Regions from separate parts of the Sus scrofa genome. Here region 1 is linked to region 2. The links are chromatin contacts, called in public HiChIP or PLAC-seq maps. All regions are on one chromosome and are shown on one strand. Each heading gives the region's core, a stretch centred on a gene start, on an enhancer-like site or on the middle of the called end of the contact. The rest is flanking DNA. Distances are from core to core; before and after follow the strand shown.

Region 1 (4,814 bases), core at 1,133-3,632, 84 kb before region 2:
TAAACATCTAATTATATATTTCCCATGGGCCAATTTTCTCAGGCCAATATCACTATACTATACTTTCCTAAGTACAAATTAGTAAATTTATATTAACTTACTAGTATAAATTAGTAATACATATTAGTAAATAACTTATATTAGTTACATTAACTAATATGTATATAAATATAATGTTTATACTTAGGAAAATATAAATTAATTAGTGCACAGAAAAGGCCTGGAGTATATCAAACCAAACTAGTACCAATGGTTACTCCAAAGAGCAGGGAACTACTTTCACCATGAGTGTTCATCAAAGGAGAATTTTAGTCTAATCTGCAAGGCTTTAATTTTTCATTTAATTAGAATGTAAGAGGTTCACAACAGCACATATTTATCAAAATTCATGGAAATAAAGTTCTGCATGGTTACAAGAATCAGTACACATGCAAAAGCACATAGAACTGTAAAACAAAAGAAGTGAATTCTATTGTGAAGTTTAAATTTTTTTTAAATAGCAGCAAAGAAAACTCTCATATTACTGTCACCTAGTAGAGTGAACTTTGCTGTATGTAAATTATACCTCAATATTCCTAACCATTAAAAAAGGAAAGATTTGGGGAGTTCCCACTGTGGCGCAGTGGAAATGAATCCGACTAGTACCCATGAGTTTGTGGGTTCGATCCCTGGCCTCACTCAGTGTGTCCCAGGATCCGGCGTTGCCATGAGCTATTGTGTAGGTCGCAGACGAGCCTCAAATCTGGTGTTGCTGTGGCTATGGCATAGGCCAGCTGCAGCTCCAATTCAACCCCTAGCCTGGGAACTTCCATATGCCGCACGTACAACCCTAAAAAGCAAAAAATAAAAAAAAATTATTTGGAAGTTCCTATTGTGGCTCAGCGAGTTAGGAACCCAACCAGTATCCATGAGGATGCCGGTTCAATCTCTGGCCTTGCTCTGGGGGTTAAGGAGCCAGCGTTGCTGTAGCTATGGCGTGGACCGGCAGCTGCAGCTCCGATTCGACCCCTAACCTGGAAACTTCCATATGCCGCGGGTGCGGCCCTAAAAAGTTAAAAAAAAAAAAAAAAAAAAAAAAGATTTTAATTTAAAAAGAATGATCATAATATAATGTTTAATAAGGGTGTAAATTACACTTTTGTTAGGAAAGTTACCTATGATCTAATTTTTAGGTAGGTTATAAAATATGTACGTAATACCTATGTGTATATAGTATGACCCCACTTATATGCCTATATCTTATTTTATCTCTGCATATTGGGATGACAGATAGTTTTTCTCTTTGCTTATCTTTTTTCCTACATGAATACGTATTATTTTCTAATATGAAATCCTTTTTTTTTTCAACACTGGAGGGATGTGCACTGGCTCAAGGATAGCGACTCAGTGTAGAAACTCCTTTCCCTTTGGCTCTGCTCCCTAAGCCCAGACTCCAAGGGTGAGCCTTGGCAGTGACCCGAGGGAACGAAGCAGGTGGGACTGCCTGTGGGAACAAAGAAGGAAATGTGGCTAGGGCCCTGAAAGCAACGTGTCGCAGAGTACACGATCATTGGGTTACCACAGGCATGTGTGAAAGTGTTTGCCAAAACGAATATAGCTCTTAGGAACCTGTCTTGAGGCCCCACCAGGCGCCGTGAAAGCTTCCCCTCCCAGCACACTAGAAAGCATTCTCTGCCTGCAGATCAGTCCCTGTCAAATTATTTATAGGAGATTGGTCCACATACTCAAAATGATATGAATCCTTCTAATTATATCCAAACATGCCAAATGTCAGTACACATTATTCTGAGGGTTCGGGCTGCCAAATGTCTTGCCCCAACAAAGAGGAAACAGCCGCGGCATCAGCACATTAGTTCCTATATAAGCAGGACGAGCCCTCCTGCTTTATCTCAACCAAGAGCCCAGAGGTAAGTGACGGGGACCATGGAGCTGGAAGGACACCAAGGGGGGAGAGACAGCTTACCCCATGGCCCATCCCAGAGAGTGAAACTGTTCCTCTCAACTTTGACTTTTATTTCCACAGAGCCAAGCTTTAGAGAAGGAAAAAAAAAATTTTTTTTTTTTTATATGGCTGCAACTGTGAGATATGGAGGTTCTCAGGCTAGGGGTCGAATGGGAGCTGCCTCTGCAGGTCTATGGCACAGCCACGGCAACGACGGATCCAAGCGGGCATCAGCGACCTATGCCGCACCTTGCAGCAACTCCAGATCCTTAACCCACTGAGCGAGACCAGGGATCGAACTCACATCCTCACAGAGACAATGTCAGGTTCTCAACTTGATGAACCACAATGGGAATTCCACAGACAAGGGAAATCTTAATCCTGTAACTATCATACTGGAATTTCAGCGCTTAACTAATAAGAAACTTGTTGGTTTACAGTGTTAGGCACTTCCGAACCTGCATTTTCATCTGGCATCCAGAGGTGAGACTCGGCTTTATTCATTTATTGATGACAGGGGATTTAGTCTAATGAAGCTGAGAATGGCTCTTCTTTGTACACCATTTCCATGGTTTTGTTTTTACTTATGTAAGGAGACTGTGCTTCCAAATGACTGCTTATAAATGCTGGGAAATCAGTTTTTAAAAATGTCTTATTCTCAGAGACCACCATCATCTGAGTTCCAAGATAAAGGACCATTTACAAAAGAATGAACTTTGACAGTGAGTTTTCAGCTGCACTTAGAACTGTCCAGGGGCAATAGGCTATTCCAGGCCAACCTCCCTCTACTGACAAGCGTTGAATATTTATATGTTTTACCAATATTTCTTAAACAACTGGAAAAATTCTTAATCTAAAAGTGTATTAAATTAAGGGAGTTCCCATTGTGGCTTAGCAGTAACGAGCCCAACTAGTATCCACGAAGATGCAGGTTCGATCCCTGGCCTCGCTCAATGGGCTAAGGATCTGGCGTTGCTGTGAGCCTTGGTGTAGGTCACAGATGAGGCTCAGATCTGGTGTTGCTGTGGCTGTGGTGTAGGCCAGCAACTCCAGCTCTGATTATATCCCTAGCCTGGGAACTTCCATATGCCACAGGTGCAGCCCTAAAAAAGATGTAAATAAAAACAAACACCTTGTTAAAACCAGAGCATTTTATCTACTTTTTTATGATTCATTATTGTTTTTAGAAAGATTAGTTATGTTCATTTAAAATCACAAGTATTACATCCGCTAAATATCATACCTAATATAGAAGAGATCCTGTCCCTTGCCCAAGTAACTCATTGCCTGAGAGCAAAGGACAGACCCAACCAATCTAACATGCCAACAGAGAAAAACATACCTATTCACACAGGACAATGGCTCACATGCATGTAATAAACCCTTACATTTCTGTCTCTTTTCTTTTTCTGGATGGAAACAAAAGAAGCCTGTGGAATTTATGTGGGAGGAAGAACCTTCACCCTGTAGCTCTCATTTCTCTGCAGTTAGCTCTGTTAAATGACAGCTGAAATCTCTTGTGCCAAAAGGGGAACGTTAAAAGAGATTTTGGAATTAAGGCAATGCTAAGTCTTGGTAACAAGCCAAAAAAACCCCCCAGAGTAATAATTTATTATGAGGGTCTTTCAACTATTCACCAAGAGATATAACACCAAATGTTAATATAAGGTAGTTGTTAAAAATAATTATTTGGCTTATGAGAGAAAAAATGGCCATCTAAAAGGCAAAGGCATTTTTGATAGCTTTGAAAAGCTCAACCTTCATCTACACAAGACAAACTTTCCCTCCTGACTGTATGACTGTCTTAGCAAATGGCAGGTGCAAACATTATGCAGAAGGAAAAGTGGGGATTAAAGAATGACAGTTGCTATAAAACAATCCATCAACAACAGTCTTAGCTATAGATGTTGTTACAGTCTGGAGATTAAAACACACAGAGATTCCATTCTCACTCAGTTGTAGGTGCCCCACCCTGATGAAGAAGATATGCCAGCTGGGAAGGAAATTTTCAAAGTCTTAAAAATGGAGCCTCAAATTGCAATCTCATTCCAAACCAACCCTGTGCTAGTGTTACTGTATTAGAACGCTGGTCAACAACAGCTTGGAAGAACAGTTACAGCTCAGGCAGACGACATCAGTGCTTTCATTTCAAATTCGCCTTAACAGTGCTTTCATTTCAAATTCTAGCTCACATGAATAACTTCTGGTTTCTATTTCTTCTTTCCTCCCTTTTTCCCCCAAGGCAGAATTCTCTCTGATAAATCGCAGCCATGAGTGCAAGCTCAGATGCTGAGATGGCTATTTTTGGCGAAGCTGCTCCTTACCTTCGAAAATCGGAAAAGGAGCGGATTGAAGCCCAAAACAAGCCCTTTGATGCTAAAACATCAGTTTTTGTCACGGAGCCCAAGGAATCCTATGTGAAGAGCATCATACAAAGCAAGGAAGGGGGGAAAGTAACTGTAAAGACAGAACGTGGAGCAGTAAGTAAAAACAAAAGGAAAGAATATTTGTTTAATTTCTCTATCTCCTCACTTCAAGTTGAAGCCTTCCTTGCTCAGAATCTCTAAGCCTATTGTCAATACAAACATCCTTTTGGTCCATTAATAGACATCACATTTGGAAGGTGAAAGAAATTTTTAGCAGTATCCCCATTTCTCCTTTTCCCAACTATCCAAGGGACTTTAACCCACTAGCATCAGCTTCCAACATTTCTCTTCAACTCCTCACTTCGCAGTCTAAATCCCCAAACTTGGGAGAAATAAAAACTAGCTTCTCCTATCAAAAGAAAATAATGTATTAACTTCCAGCTTTCCTTACCCCCAAAGCAAAGTTTCTTGTAAGGAATGGCAAGAGAAAATAACAAATTAAACCT
Region 2 (4,836 bases), core at 1,762-4,261:
ATAACACTTCGTTTTTGATGCTTCCGGTCACCAAATGCGTGAAGGTTTTTCCTCACAGCAGCAAGCAATTCTCTGTGACACCAGCTGGGTGTCCTACAATTTAATTCAATTCTGGCCCCATCTACCCAGAGATGACAAGGGCAAGCGGTAAGTCCCCAGGGGCCCTACGCCCTCTGCCCTACTTGGCTACAAAGCGAAGGTTCCCACGACCCCCTCCTCAGGTTTAATTAATTTGCTAGAGGGGCTCACAGAACTCAGGAAAACACTCGCTTACATTTACCAGTTGGTTAAAGGATGTGATGAAGGACCCAGGTGAACAGGCAGCTGAAGAGATACGGGGGGTGGGGGGGGTGAGGGCTGGGAGGGTCCCAAGCGCCGGAGCTTCTGCCCCTGTACGGCTGGGGTGTGTCGCTCTCCCAGGGTGGGAGTGTTCTCCACATGGAAGCTCTCAGAACCTCCGGCAAATGGGATTTCACGGAGGCTTCCTCACCTAGGCGTGATCAAGGATCGACTCCGTCTCCAGCGCCTCTCCCCTCCCTGGAGGATGGGGGACAGGGGGCTGAAAACCCCAAGCTTTTCATCATGCCTTGGTCTTCCTGGTGCCCAGCCCCCCTCCAGGAGCCCACCCAGAGTCATCTCCATAGGAGAAAAGACAATCCTAGCACTCTTATCACAAAGGAAATTACTAGGGCTTTAGAAGCTCTGAACCAGGTACAGAGACTTATATATGTACTTTTTTTCTATTATCTCACAGTGAGCTACATGTATATGACACAGTGTCATTCCATGTTCTTTTGTTCAACAAACATTAAATAAGCATCTACTCTATGACTAGTATATTCTGTCGTCACGCCAAACACACGGCACTTACATCCCACTGTTCCTAGAAACACAGTGACAGCCCCAAAGGCCTTGTCCTTGGCTCCTACAGGGGATGGAGTCCCCGGGATGCACTAGGAAAGGCTCACGACAGTCTGTTGTCCCCCTTCCAGCCCATGGGCATCTTCTCCATCCTGGAGGAGGAGTGCATGTTCCCCAAGGCCACAGACACCTCCTTCAAGAACAAGCTCTATGACCAGCACCTGGGCAAGTCCAACAACTTCCAGAAGCCCAAGCCTGCCAAAGGCAAGGCCGAGGCCCACTTCTCCCTGGTGCACTACGCGGGCACCGTGGACTACAACATCGCCGGCTGGCTGGACAAGAACAAGGACCCCCTGAACGAGACCGTGGTCGGCCTGTACCAGAAGTCTTCGCTGAAGCTGCTGTCCTTCCTTTTTTCCAACTATGCTGGTGCAGAAGCAGGTGAAATTCTTCCCTCCCGCCCCCACCCCACCCCGCAGGAATCCCTGTGTAATTACTCGTCACTCGTGAAGAACCAGTCGTGGCACATGAGCTTCAGGTTGAGCTTGATGGATGTGTCTGTCTCTGCTCTCCGCTGTTCTTTCTCTCCCTTCTATTCTTTCTCTTCCTAAGAGATGGACTTCTAATCATATGATCCAGCTATTTCACTCCTGGGTATATATTTATATATCTAAAAAAAAAAAACCCAAAAGCACTAATTCGAAAAGATACATGCACCCCAGTATTGCTTGAGAGCAGCATTATTTACAGTTGCCAAGGAGCAGAACGACTGAAGTGTCTATCACCAGACAAATGGATAAAGAGGATGTGGTACATACACTCAACGGAATACCACTCGGCCATAGAAAAGAGTGAATTTTTTTTCTTCTTTTGTCTTTTCAGGGCCACACCCATGGCACATGGAGGTTCCCAGGCTAGGGGTCAAATTGGAGCTGTAGTTGCCAGCCTACACCACAGCCGCAGCCACAGCAACGTGGGATCCGAGCCACACCACAGCCTACACCACAGCTCATGGCAATGCCGGATTCTTAACCCCCTTAGGGAGGCCGGGGATCGAACCCACGTCCTCGTGGTGTTGTTCCACCACGGAGGGACAACAGGAACTCTGAAAAGAGTATAGCCACTTGGATGGACGTAGAGGGCATTATGCTAAGTGAATAACCCAGACGGAGAAAGACAAATGCTGTAGGATAGCATTCACAGGAGGAATCTAAAAATACAACAAACTAGTGAATAAAACAAAAGAGAAGCCAACTCACAGACAGAACAAACTCGTGGTTTTACCACTTTAGAGGGGGAGGGGAGGAGCAGTACAGGAGTAGAGGAAGGGTTATTATGGGATTATATGAAATCATGTGAGTAAAGTGTATTAAAATTATAAAGCATTATAAAATTTAAATGAATTTGCATTCAATAAAAAATAATTTTTTTTAAGTAACAAAAAATTCTTTGAGAGATCGAGTTCTACAGAGATCAACAGCACTTTCAGTGGATGGACGAGCCAATACCACACTCTTTAATAGTTATTTTTACTGAGATATTTTCATATAGCATAAGATTCACCCTTTAAAAATTCAGGGTTTGGGGGGAGTTCCTGTTGTGGCTCAGTGGTTAACGAACCTGACTAGCATCCATGAGGATGCAGGTTTGTTCCTTGGCCTCACTCAGTGGGTTAAGGATCTGGTGTTGCCGTGAGCTGTGGTGTAGGTCACAGACGGGGCTTGGATCCCAAGTTGCTGTGGCTCTGGCGTAGGCCGGTGGCTACAGCTCCGATTCCACCCCTAGCCTGGGAACCTCCATGGGCCGCAGGTGCGGCCCTAAAAAGACAAAAAGGAAAAAAAAAAGGAAAAAAAATTCAGGGTTTTTTTTAGTATATTTGTGGATTGTGCAACTATGTAATTTGAGAATGCTTTCCTCACTCCTGTCACCCTCTGGCAGTCACTTTCCACTGCCAGCTCCTGGCAACTGCATTTCTGTCCCTGGGTTTTGCCTATTCTGGGCATTTCATGTAAGTGGAATCGTATATTACATGGTCTTTTGCGTCTGGCCCCTTTTGCTTAGCTGACTGTCTGTAAGGTTGGTCCGTGTTCTAGCAACTGTCAGCAATGCACTTCTTTCGACCGATGAGTCATATTCCTCGGCACGGATATTACCCGCTTTGTCTGTCCACACAGCTGAGAAGCCTCCCATTGTCTCCGTCTGGGGGACTGTGACTAATGCTGCTCTGAACATGTTATACATGGGTTTCTTTGTGGATTGCGGCCAGTTCTTCAGCGTATCTACCAAGGAGTGGAACTACGGGGTCATATGGTGACTCTAACTTTTTGAGGAACTTCCAGATCGTGTTTCAAAACGGCTGCACAAACCCGTATACTTGTTTAGATTATCTTTACGTATATTTAAGTATTTGCCAAAATTGGGTTTAGAAATCATGGGCTAACTTAAATGCACCTATTTAGCAAATCCGTGCTTTTAATTTATACAATAGAATCACTCATTAGAGTAATTAGATAATTTTAAAAAATCAATGTCTAATGTTTGGGGCAGTAGAATATAAAAATGCGCATAACTTTAAACCTGAATGATGAGCACCACCTTCTTGGAGTTTCATTAGGGTGTCTGTAACTGCCTTGCATAACCTCACTCGGCGACTGATGCCAAGATCCAAGCATAAGCCCTGGGGTAGGCGTGAACCTGGGGAAGTGGCTTTCATGCCTCTCCCCACTCCTCCAAACACGAGTTCACGCTCCACCCTGGGGGCCATGAGGGGGGAGTGAGAGGAGGATGGGGAGGGGGTGAGACCCTGCATTTCCCCCAGGACTGAATCTTGATGACATGTCCAGGCTAAATCAAGCTATTCTGAAAAAGTAGACCCAGTATATCATGATGTCAAATGAAGCTGGGCTATTCCTTTTAGACAAGGGGAAAAATGGATTTGTAGGATATCCTGAGACATTCCAGTTAAAAGGTTTTCAGTCACTTTCCCATTAAGAGATAAACAGGGACTCAAGAATTTTATTTTGTTTATTTTGTCTTTGGGGGGCCGAACCCATGGCACATGGAAGTTCTCAGGCTAGAGGTTGAAATGGGAGCTACAACTGCCAGCCTACGCCAGAGCCACAGCAACTCGGGATCCGAGCCGCGTCTGCAACCTACACCACAGCTCACGGCAACGCCGGATCCTTAACCCACTGAGCAAGGCCAGGGATCGAACCCGAGTCCTCATGGGTACTAGCTGGGTTCATTAACCACTGAGCTACAACGGGAACTCCCGGGTCTCCAGAATTTTAAAAAGGTAAACTCATGAAAGAAACCACACTCAAACTGAGAGGACCATTTCAATCTCGCCAACTGTTCAGTGGGATTTCAAGTCTGATTTATAAAGGAAAAGATTCTCCTTGGATACAGAGTCTAAATTATGCTCCCAGTCAAATGCCACCCATATTCCAACCCACCCGTTCCCACAGTGATAAAACTCAGTGTTCCCAAATCTGAGTAGTTTGGAGGCATTTTAAGAAACAGAAAAACAGAAGTGGGCAAGCAAACAAACCAAAAAACCCTTGGCTCTCCTATGTCAAAAGAAAACCAAACTCTCATTTCAGGGCTTGAAGGAAGTAGTTTAGAAAGACCAATGCTGACAGAAGGGGGCACTATTAGTGGGGATGTAAATGTGCACAGCCACTGTGGAGCACAGTATGGGGATTCCTTTAAAAATTAAAAAAAGAGCTCCCATACGACCCAGCAATTCCGCTTCTAAGCATGTACCCAAAGGAAATGCAATTATCCCAAAGTGGGTGTATCCCCACGTTCACTGCAGCATTGTTTACAGTAGCCAAGACACAGAAACAACCCAAAAGGCCATTGATGGATAAATGGATAAACCGATTTAAAAAAAAAAAAGGTGACATATGTATTATACACATGCACACACATATTATTCAACTATAAAAAGGAATGAAATCTTGCCATTGGCAA

What was found. HiChIP or PLAC-seq counts read pairs in DNA pulled down with a chosen protein or histone mark.
Region 1: an H3K27ac HiChIP or PLAC-seq map of skeletal muscle shows a contact between it and region 2. The contact joins the promoter of LOC110255887 here to the enhancer-like site in region 2. A contact is called at or near these places in 10 of 47 Hi-C or Micro-C datasets (epiblast stem cells, fetal liver, liver and 7 more) and 1 of 2 datasets of contacts at active chromatin or transcription factors (skeletal muscle).

What each region holds. Positions count from the first base shown.
Region 1 is chr12:55,164,551-55,169,364 of Sscrofa11.1, reverse strand. LOC110255887 (myosin-8) reads left to right here and starts at 2,382. Exons shown (of 39, transcript XM_021066269.1): 1 at 2,382-2,425; 2 at 4,185-4,422. The coding sequence starts at 4,213.
Region 2 is chr12:55,080,841-55,085,676 of Sscrofa11.1, reverse strand. LOC100736982 (myosin-13) reads left to right here. Exons shown (of 35, transcript XM_021066284.1): 14 at 993-1,302. Among named protein-coding and RNA genes, the nearest start is that of GAS7, 110 kb to the right of the region's middle. Within about 2 kb of position 3,011, at least 3 of the 83 cell types and tissues checked have an H3K27ac peak or open chromatin away from gene starts, as enhancers often do. A contact at or near this core is called in skeletal muscle, where this site is marked.